3 separate regions of the Danio rerio genome follow, and regions 1 and 3 are each linked to region 2. The links are chromatin contacts, called in public Hi-C maps. All regions are on one chromosome and are shown on one strand. The core of a region is the stretch at or near the end of the contact, and the rest is flanking DNA. Distances in the headings are between cores, read along the strand shown. Region 1 overlaps reep3b (receptor accessory protein 3b). Region 2 overlaps exoc6 (exocyst complex component 6). Region 3 has its middle 66 kb from the start of cyp26a1.

Region 1 (2,700 bases), core at 119-2,618, 200 kb before region 2:
CTTGGTGCCCTTTAAATAAACCAACTAATTTTAGCTGCCTATATTGTGGTCAATTTAACAGAAGAAAACCAGCCGTTTTAATAGTGTAGCAATAAATAGAGCACACTTTTACTTTGTGGAAGGAATGTGGCTCAATTTATGTGAACAATAGCAAGGATTTCTATTGAGATACAGCAGGAAAAATAAGTATTGAGTGTGTCTTGAGCGCACTGGCGCCGTTGTCCTGTGGCTACCGTTGCATCATCCAAGTCAATGCTGCACACTGGTGGTGGTGTGGAGAGACCCCCCCCCATGGTTGTGAAGTGCTTTGGGTGTATGGCCATACACGATAAATGCACTATATACATATACATTATTTACTTACTAACATCCCTAATTTGTACAATAGTCAATATTTGAATTGGATCATCACCTTTCATGAAAGTTTTCCTAAAACTATTGAACAATCATCCTTGTCCTTGGACAATTTTGAAAAACAATTTTGATTCGCTTCCAATGCTGACTATTGGTTTACATATATATTAAAGTACTGTGCGCAAAAACAATTCAAAGCACATTTGGGAGCTGCTCATACATCATTTCTATAGTTAGAAGACAGAAAAATATCTACAGTTACAAGGTTTAACAATAATTACAGTTATATTATTCATTTATTTTCCTTCGGCTTAGTCCCTGATCCATCAGGACTTGCCACAGTGCAACAAACCGCCAACTACAGTTATATTGTTTTTGGCTTAGTAAATTAAGATGTAAACTATTGATATTTTTCATATAGAGAAACAATCCCAACCCCCTACTTCCTGTGCCTTTGATATCAATTCACATTATACATTTAAATAGCACCCCAATCTGCATTCTTATTCAGTTCGAATACATACACAAGTGATACAAATACCATAGCTAAATTAGCACCTTGTTTCTGTACCCAATCATTAAAGTTTGATTTAAAAATGAACTGCTGAGATGCTAATTCCAATCCTACTGCAATTAAAAAAGTCCCACGACGAGATTGATTTGTTTCAGAGGTGGTTCGACAGGGTCGTTTACTAGGTAACAGGTCACTTGGAACAGAGCCAAATCTTTTCAGCACCTATTCATCCATGCATGCATGTGGTGATGGTATCATCATGGATGTTCATGCAGTCTGTGTGTTGTCAGCTCTGACATGTTTATCGTAACCGAGGGCTGTTTTGTTTCTACAGGGTCAAGGTGCCATCACAGAGAAGCTAAGGAGCTTCAGCATGCACGACCTTACCCAGATCCCACAAGACGACGGCTATTCGTCATACGCCTCCAACCCAGCCAGAAGAGCCATCATGGACCAGCCCGATGGAGCTGGTAAGTGTTACCTCTCAGATTAATTATTAACACACCATCCTTTGTTTCCTTTCGCTCTGTTGTTTCTCAGCTGTGTCCACAACAGAAGGCAGATGCCTCGCTCTCCCTATTCATTCACTAACTTGACAGACGGCATTTTTTTTATGAAGCTGCTGTTCCAGACAGGGTTATTATACTTAATTGGAGAAAAAAAAATGAAAGTTTTGAGGTTGAAATCATATTTGCGAGCTAAAAACAAAAAAAAGTTAATAAAAATACAAGAAAAATAACTAAAAGAAAACAACTTAAACATTTGAAAAATAAAATAAAACAATGCAAGTGACAGAAACACGCAACAAGATGACAAAACACTGTGGCGTTTAATTAGTGGTTGACCCAAATAATGACCAGGGCTTTTATTTTGACAGTGGTGAGAATGCAGATTTGGATGTAAACAGTCCCTTTATCCAACTATGCTGTGCCAAAGAGCTTAGAATGACCAAGAGGCGACACTCAATAGAACGTTTCATTGCAACAGCAGCGCCCAGCAACAGTGCCAGATTCTGCCATTTTGGAGTGAAAGCAGTTGGCTGTCCATTGGATCTTATTGCTGTCGCGAAAGCTGAGATACAACCTGAAAGACGACAATACAACACTTACTATGACAATCATCAGCACTTTTAATAGTTTATTTTACAGACTTATAATATGCTGTTGTTCTATTGGAGTTTTCTTTCCAAAATCTAGTGGCTGTTTCCCAAATTGCACTAGAATGTCGCCTCTTGGTGATTCTATGCTCTTTGGCTGTGCTGTGACATTCATGTCATAATAATTGTGTATACAGTTTTTTCCTCTTCTTCATGATCTCAGAAATTTTGTTGCATTTAAATGGCTACATTATATATATATATATATATATATATATATATATATATGGATGGATGGATGGATGGATGGATAGATAGATATGTATGGATATCTGTATTAGGGGCTGAACGACTACAGATTTTTGGAATTTCATAGAATTTACATAGAAACAAACCTATATATAAATATAAATAAACATGTTCTCAAATGTATACATGACTGTGTGTGTATATATATATATATATATATATATATATATATATATATATATATATATATATATATAAATAATCAATATACACAATACGCAAAAGTATATTATTAAAAAAAACAACTTTTATTTTGGATGTGATTCCTCACGATTAATCTTAGCCCAGCACTAATATATTTGTTTACTTCCCATGTGTTTATGTTTAAAAACGTTTTTGCATCATGCTTTATTTCATTGTTATGCATGTTATTTACTTTATAAAATGTTATCATCTGACATAAAAAAAAAAAAATCCATCATTCACT
Region 2 (2,700 bases), core at 52-2,551:
GTTTGTATCATCGATAATTAAGAGTGCTGGTGAAATGGATATAAAAAACACGGAGAGGTCATTTGATTAAAAAAAAACAACAACAATATTATTATTGCGTTTGCATTAGAGCTTAAATAAACTTTACAACGCAAAAAGAACATTACACACGCATATTAATACAGCTGTTCTGTGTCAGTTAAATCAGTTGACTGGTTGAGTTATTTAGAAACCTAAAGGTTAAAAATAACCCAACAAAGCACCAAATATTTAACCCAACTGGTTGAGTTATTAAGAAATGACCTAATAAAGATTAAAAGTAACCCAACAAAGCACCAAATATGCTTAACTCAATCATTGGGTTAAATAAATAACTCTAAGTTTTTTAGAGTGTGTGAATATACACATATAAGAAGGGTGTGGATATGTGCCGTGTAGGCTGCATTGTTGTTGTACGCCTAGTTGATGGGGAGAAAGGAAGAAAAACATCACTAAATATATTAAGGAAAATAATACACAAGACTAAGATTTTTTTTATCTTCGCCCAATTTGTTGTGTCCAGTGTTTTGTTTTTACTTTTTATTTTATTTAGTTTGACTGTGTTGCAGAATAGTAAACCAACACCAGAAACAATTGTGATAAAATTGTGAATCATTATGGTCCTGGAAAAAATTGTGATATGATATTTTATCTATATTACCAGCCTGATCTCACGAGGAAACGTAAGTACTTACGTTTTGTCAGTTTAGTGGCTAATTTGTAGTCGAATTCGAAGTGAATTTCGAGTTCAGTACGATTTTAAAAAAGGAGGCGTGGCATCTAACCCCACCCCTAACCCCAACTGTCACTGGGTAATGAGCAAATCGTACTAAATTGTACAAATTAGATCGTATGAATTCAAACGAATTAGCCACTAAATTAAAAAGTTACGAAATGTCGTGAGATTACGTTATCACCCATTCCTATGTTCAACAGAATGAAGAAACTCAGGTTTGGAATAACTTGAGGTGGGTAAATTTTCATTTTTGGATGAACTTTCCCTTTAAATTTTAAAAAGACAAGCACCACTTCAGAAAACGTGAAAATGCTTATTTTACAGAGTAGAAACATACTTGGCATCAATGCACATACTTTGTGTTCCCACTTCAGTAAACACACACACACACACACACACACACACACACACACACACACACACACACCACTCTCTACTCTACTCTATCAATCTAAGAGCATGTGTGTATCTGTAGTTATGTTATCGGTGTGTGTGCAGGGCGGTGAGAGCTGGCAGGGTGAAGCGAACAGATGGGTCTCTGTTGCAGTCAGTGTGTCCCTCCACACTGCTCCAGATGGCCAAAAGAGCCATCATATCCCTCCATCAGAACAGCCTGAGATGATTCAGGGCCTTCACTCGCTTCCTGACACAGAGGGGAAGCGTGAAGGGAACCGCACCAGCTGACTCTTTACAAGAGCAAACCCAAGTGACTGTTTTTCTTATAAAATAATGCATGGCAGGATGCTCAAAAAAAAACCTCTTTGTACATTAGGTACTGATGATGAATTCTGAAAGAGTGAAGCACTTGAGGGTTTCTAAAGATGAGGAGATCTCAATCTGCATTTTAAAGAATCCAAGGGTCATGACCAGGGCCAGACGGAATCTGCGGACGTTTTTTGCTATTTCTGCGGAGAATTTTGGTAAAAATCTGCAGATTTCAGTGGAATTATTTTGGGAGTATCCATCCAGCGGAGTATCATAACTAAAACCTTAATATATGAAATAAAAAGTAATAAATTACTGGAAAAAAAATGAATAAACTGAGATTTACATATTTACTCAAGTGAATAAACAGAATTAATGATGGGCTAAAAATCTGCAGAAATCTGTGGAATTTTGCGGAAAATCTGCGGAAATCTGCATGCGCAGATTCCGTGTGGGCCTAGTTATGACTATTATGGTTTTGGAAAATAAAGGATGCAATGATGTAATTTTTTCATACATTTTAATGAAACGAAAACTGCTACCAATATTTTTAAAAATATAATCCTTTTGAAATGGTGGCTTAGTGATTAGCACTGTCACTTCACAACAAGAAGGTTACTGGTTTGAGTCCTGGCTGGGCCAGTTGGCATTTGGAAGTTTGCATGTTCTCCCTGTGTTGGTGTGGGTTTTCTCTGGTTGCTCCGCTTTCCCCCACAGTCCAAAGACATGAGCTTGAGGTGAACTGAATAAACTAAATTTAAGTGTGTGAATGTGAGAGTGTATGGGTGTTTCCCAGTAATGGGTTGCAGCTAAAAGGGCATCCGCTGTGTAAAACATATGCTGGACAAGTTGGCAGTACATTCTGCTGTGTTGATTCCTGATGAATAAAAGGACTAAGTCGAAAGAAAATGAATGAAATGGCATAAGGGCAAGTAAAAGACAACAGAAATTACATTTAAATATTATTAAACATGTTAAATCACAATATTTGACATGTTTTAAGCTAACTGCAACCACTTCTAGTTAGTTACCCTTGTAATAAATAACTCAATCTCAACTAAAAACGTATTAATAACCCTAAGTGAAGATCAATACAATTTAGGGCTATACAATATATATCGTTTTAGCATCGATATCGCAATGTGATCAATCGCAATAGTCAGATCGCGAGTATACGCAATATTGAGTCTCATTTTGTAAGTGTTTTTTTTTTTTTTAGGCCTGTTACTGTCTGAGAGTTT
Region 3 (2,700 bases), core at 163-2,662, 170 kb before region 2:
GGTGACCTGACTTCATGAGCTAAATCTAACCAAATATTAACGTCTAATGATGTTACAGATTTACATTGTGTGGACGTTACCACTATGACGTCTAACAGACATTGGATTTTGGTTGCCATACCTGACGAATAAACGTCAGTATTTGACGTCAATATGACGTTGGTTTAAGATGTTGGCTTGATGTTAGATTTTGGTCACTTTCCAACACAACCTAAAATTAACCAAATAATAACACCATTTGACGACCTTGTCCTTAGATGCTGGCTATATATATATATATATATATATATATATATATATATATATATATATATATATATATATATATATATATATATATATATATATATATATATAATGTGTATATATATATATATATATATATATATATATGTATATATATATGTATATATATATATATATATATATATATATATATATATATATATATATATATATATATATATATATATATATATACATACATACATACATACATGTATGTATGTATGTATGTTTGTATATATATATATATATATATATATATATATATATATATATATATATATATATAAGTATAGATATATATATATAAATCTTATTACGTTATGTGCCCGCTGGGGACATTGAAGTGTGTTTTAGTTTATCATCAATGCTTAAGTACGTAACTACATTTCAAAAACATTGAACTTAAGTCCTATTTTTGTAGGTCAAATTCCCTAAAGTAATTGCATTTAATATAAATTTCATCTACTATACATTTTTTATTTAACAGCAAAGCCCATGCAATTGATCAAAAACAAACATTAAGTTGACACAAATACAACTAGACTCTGTAATAAATAGTCTGTTTAAAAGTAAAACCAAATGTACTTTCTTCTCTGTGGTTTAAAACTAAGGTCTTTATGATTTAAGGCTGTGCATTTAGTCACAATCATAACCTCATTGTGCCCAGCTAGATATTATCTGCATGGGAACTGCAGTTGCATGCTAATATCACTTATGGAGAGACATTAGTGATCGCCTGCAGAATTTGCTGGCATATCAGCAAGAAAGACAGTTTAGTTTACCGCCCATCAAGCGGAAGACTTATGCCATGCGGTTGCATAAGACAAACAATATGTGGCAAAAGTTTACAGCTATCTGCTCTCTGCGGGTGTTTGAACTCGTGCGGCGCTCATACACACACACACACCAAAACAGAAGTTCATAAACGGGTTCAGGAAGAGGTCAGTCGCACACTTACCACGCATTGCACCATTAACTAAATGTTTCCTTAATTGTTTGAATTATATGGTAGTTGTGTCCCCCTTTCCCCAGCCCCCGCCCCATCGCTAATCCTCATGACCCCTCAAAGGCCGCTCAGGTGGATATGTGTGTGTGTGTGTGTGTGGAGGGGAGGAGCGATGTCTGCTCTGACCCATGGCTGAACTTTGCAGAGATTTCCTGTTGCTGCTGTAGACAGAGTGTGTTGTGCCGTGGAGAGGTGCAGATGGCACGATCTGTCCTTCTATTTGCCCATTCCCTCGCTTCGGAGCCTCCATTAGATCTCCGCGCATCATCAGATTTACTGTTATTGTCAGCCACTGGTTTTCACACTTCTTATTTGTTTGGAGTGAATATGTCAGTGCTGCAAATAGGCAGGATGGTGTTGGGAGGTCAGATGTTCCTACAAATTGTTTTTCTGGTGCAATAATAGTCCATGTTTAGAGCCTATTGGTGCTAATTTGCCAGCAGCTAGCTCTCTGCAACTCTCACATGGTCGCCCACTGAAGCTAAGCAGGGCTGCGCCCGGTCAGTACCTGGATGGGAGACCACATGGGAAAGCTAGGTTGCTGCCTGAAGTGGTGTTAGTGAGGCCAGCAGGGGGTGCCCAACCTGCGGTCTGTGTGGGTCCTAATGCCCCAGTATAGTGACAGGGACGCTATACTGCTCAGTGAGCGCCGTCTTTCGGATGAGACGTTAAACCGAGGTCCAGACTCTCTGTGGTCGTTAAAAATCCAAGGATGTCCTTCGAAAAGAGTAGGGGTTTAACCCTGGCATCCTGGCCAAATCTGCCCACTGGCCTCTGTACATCATGGCCTCCTAAACATCCCCATATTCAATTGGCTTCATCACTCTGTCTCCTCTTCACCAATCAGCTGGTGTGTGGTGTGCTGTCTGGCGCAAAATGGCTGCCGTCGCGTCATCTAGGTGGATGCTGCACACTGGTGGTGGATGAGGAGATTCCCCACCACTGTGTAAAGCGCTTTGAGTGCCGAGAAAAGCGCTATATAAATGTAAGGAGTTATTATTATTATTATTATTAATTTTATGTTTCAGGTACATAGACTGTAAAAATGGTTTCATATGGTTATGGTCAATTCAATTTATTCAATTCACCTATAGGGGCAAATACGTTGCTCATAGGATGTTTTGTTGTAATTTTGAGATGAAAAAATCCACTAGAGGGCGCCCTTTACATATTTGGAAATGTAAAATACATTGCTTGGAGTACATTTTGTTGCGCTTTTTAGATGCAAAATCATCCCGAGGGTGCTTTCTACATTTTTTTAAATCTTTGGACTTGTGGGGGAAACCGGAGAACCCGGAGGAAGCCCACGTGAACTAGAGGAAAACATGCAAACGCCAGCAGACCCAGCCAGGACTCGAAAGTTAGCTTTACTTTTTTAAGTAAAGCTCACTGATCAATTTTACAAT

Evidence for each region. A called contact is a pair of places that touch in the nucleus more often than the background predicts.
Region 1: a contact with region 2 is called in a Hi-C map of embryo, with 3 times the contacts expected there. The contact joins two enhancer-like sites. A contact is called at or near these places in 5 of 18 Hi-C or Micro-C datasets (caudal fin, embryo and an unstated tissue) and 1 of 4 datasets of contacts at active chromatin or transcription factors (caudal fin).
Region 3: a Hi-C map of hematopoietic stem cells shows a contact between it and region 2, with 4 times the contacts expected there. The contact joins two enhancer-like sites. A contact is called at or near these places in 9 of 18 Hi-C or Micro-C datasets (caudal fin, embryo, fibroblasts and 3 more) and 1 of 4 datasets of contacts at active chromatin or transcription factors (caudal fin).

What each region holds. Positions count from the first base shown.
Region 1 is chr12:9,419,748-9,422,447 of GRCz12tu, forward strand. It overlaps reep3b (receptor accessory protein 3b), which reads left to right. Exons shown (of 8, transcript NM_200161.1): 6 at 1,203-1,338. Among named protein-coding and RNA genes, the nearest start is that of reep3b, 46 kb to the left of the region's middle. Within about 2 kb of position 1,369, at least 10 of the 62 cell types and tissues checked have an H3K27ac peak or open chromatin away from gene starts, as enhancers often do.
Region 2 is chr12:9,620,885-9,623,584 of GRCz12tu, forward strand. The region is part of intron 1 of exoc6 (exocyst complex component 6); the gene reads right to left. Among named protein-coding and RNA genes, the nearest start is that of exoc6, 21 kb to the right of the region's middle. Within about 2 kb of position 1,302, at least 19 of the 62 cell types and tissues checked have an H3K27ac peak or open chromatin away from gene starts, as enhancers often do.
Region 3 is chr12:9,445,834-9,448,533 of GRCz12tu, forward strand. No RefSeq gene overlaps it. Among named protein-coding and RNA genes, the nearest start is that of cyp26a1, 66 kb to the right of the region's middle. Within about 2 kb of position 1,413, at least 17 of the 62 cell types and tissues checked have an H3K27ac peak or open chromatin away from gene starts, as enhancers often do.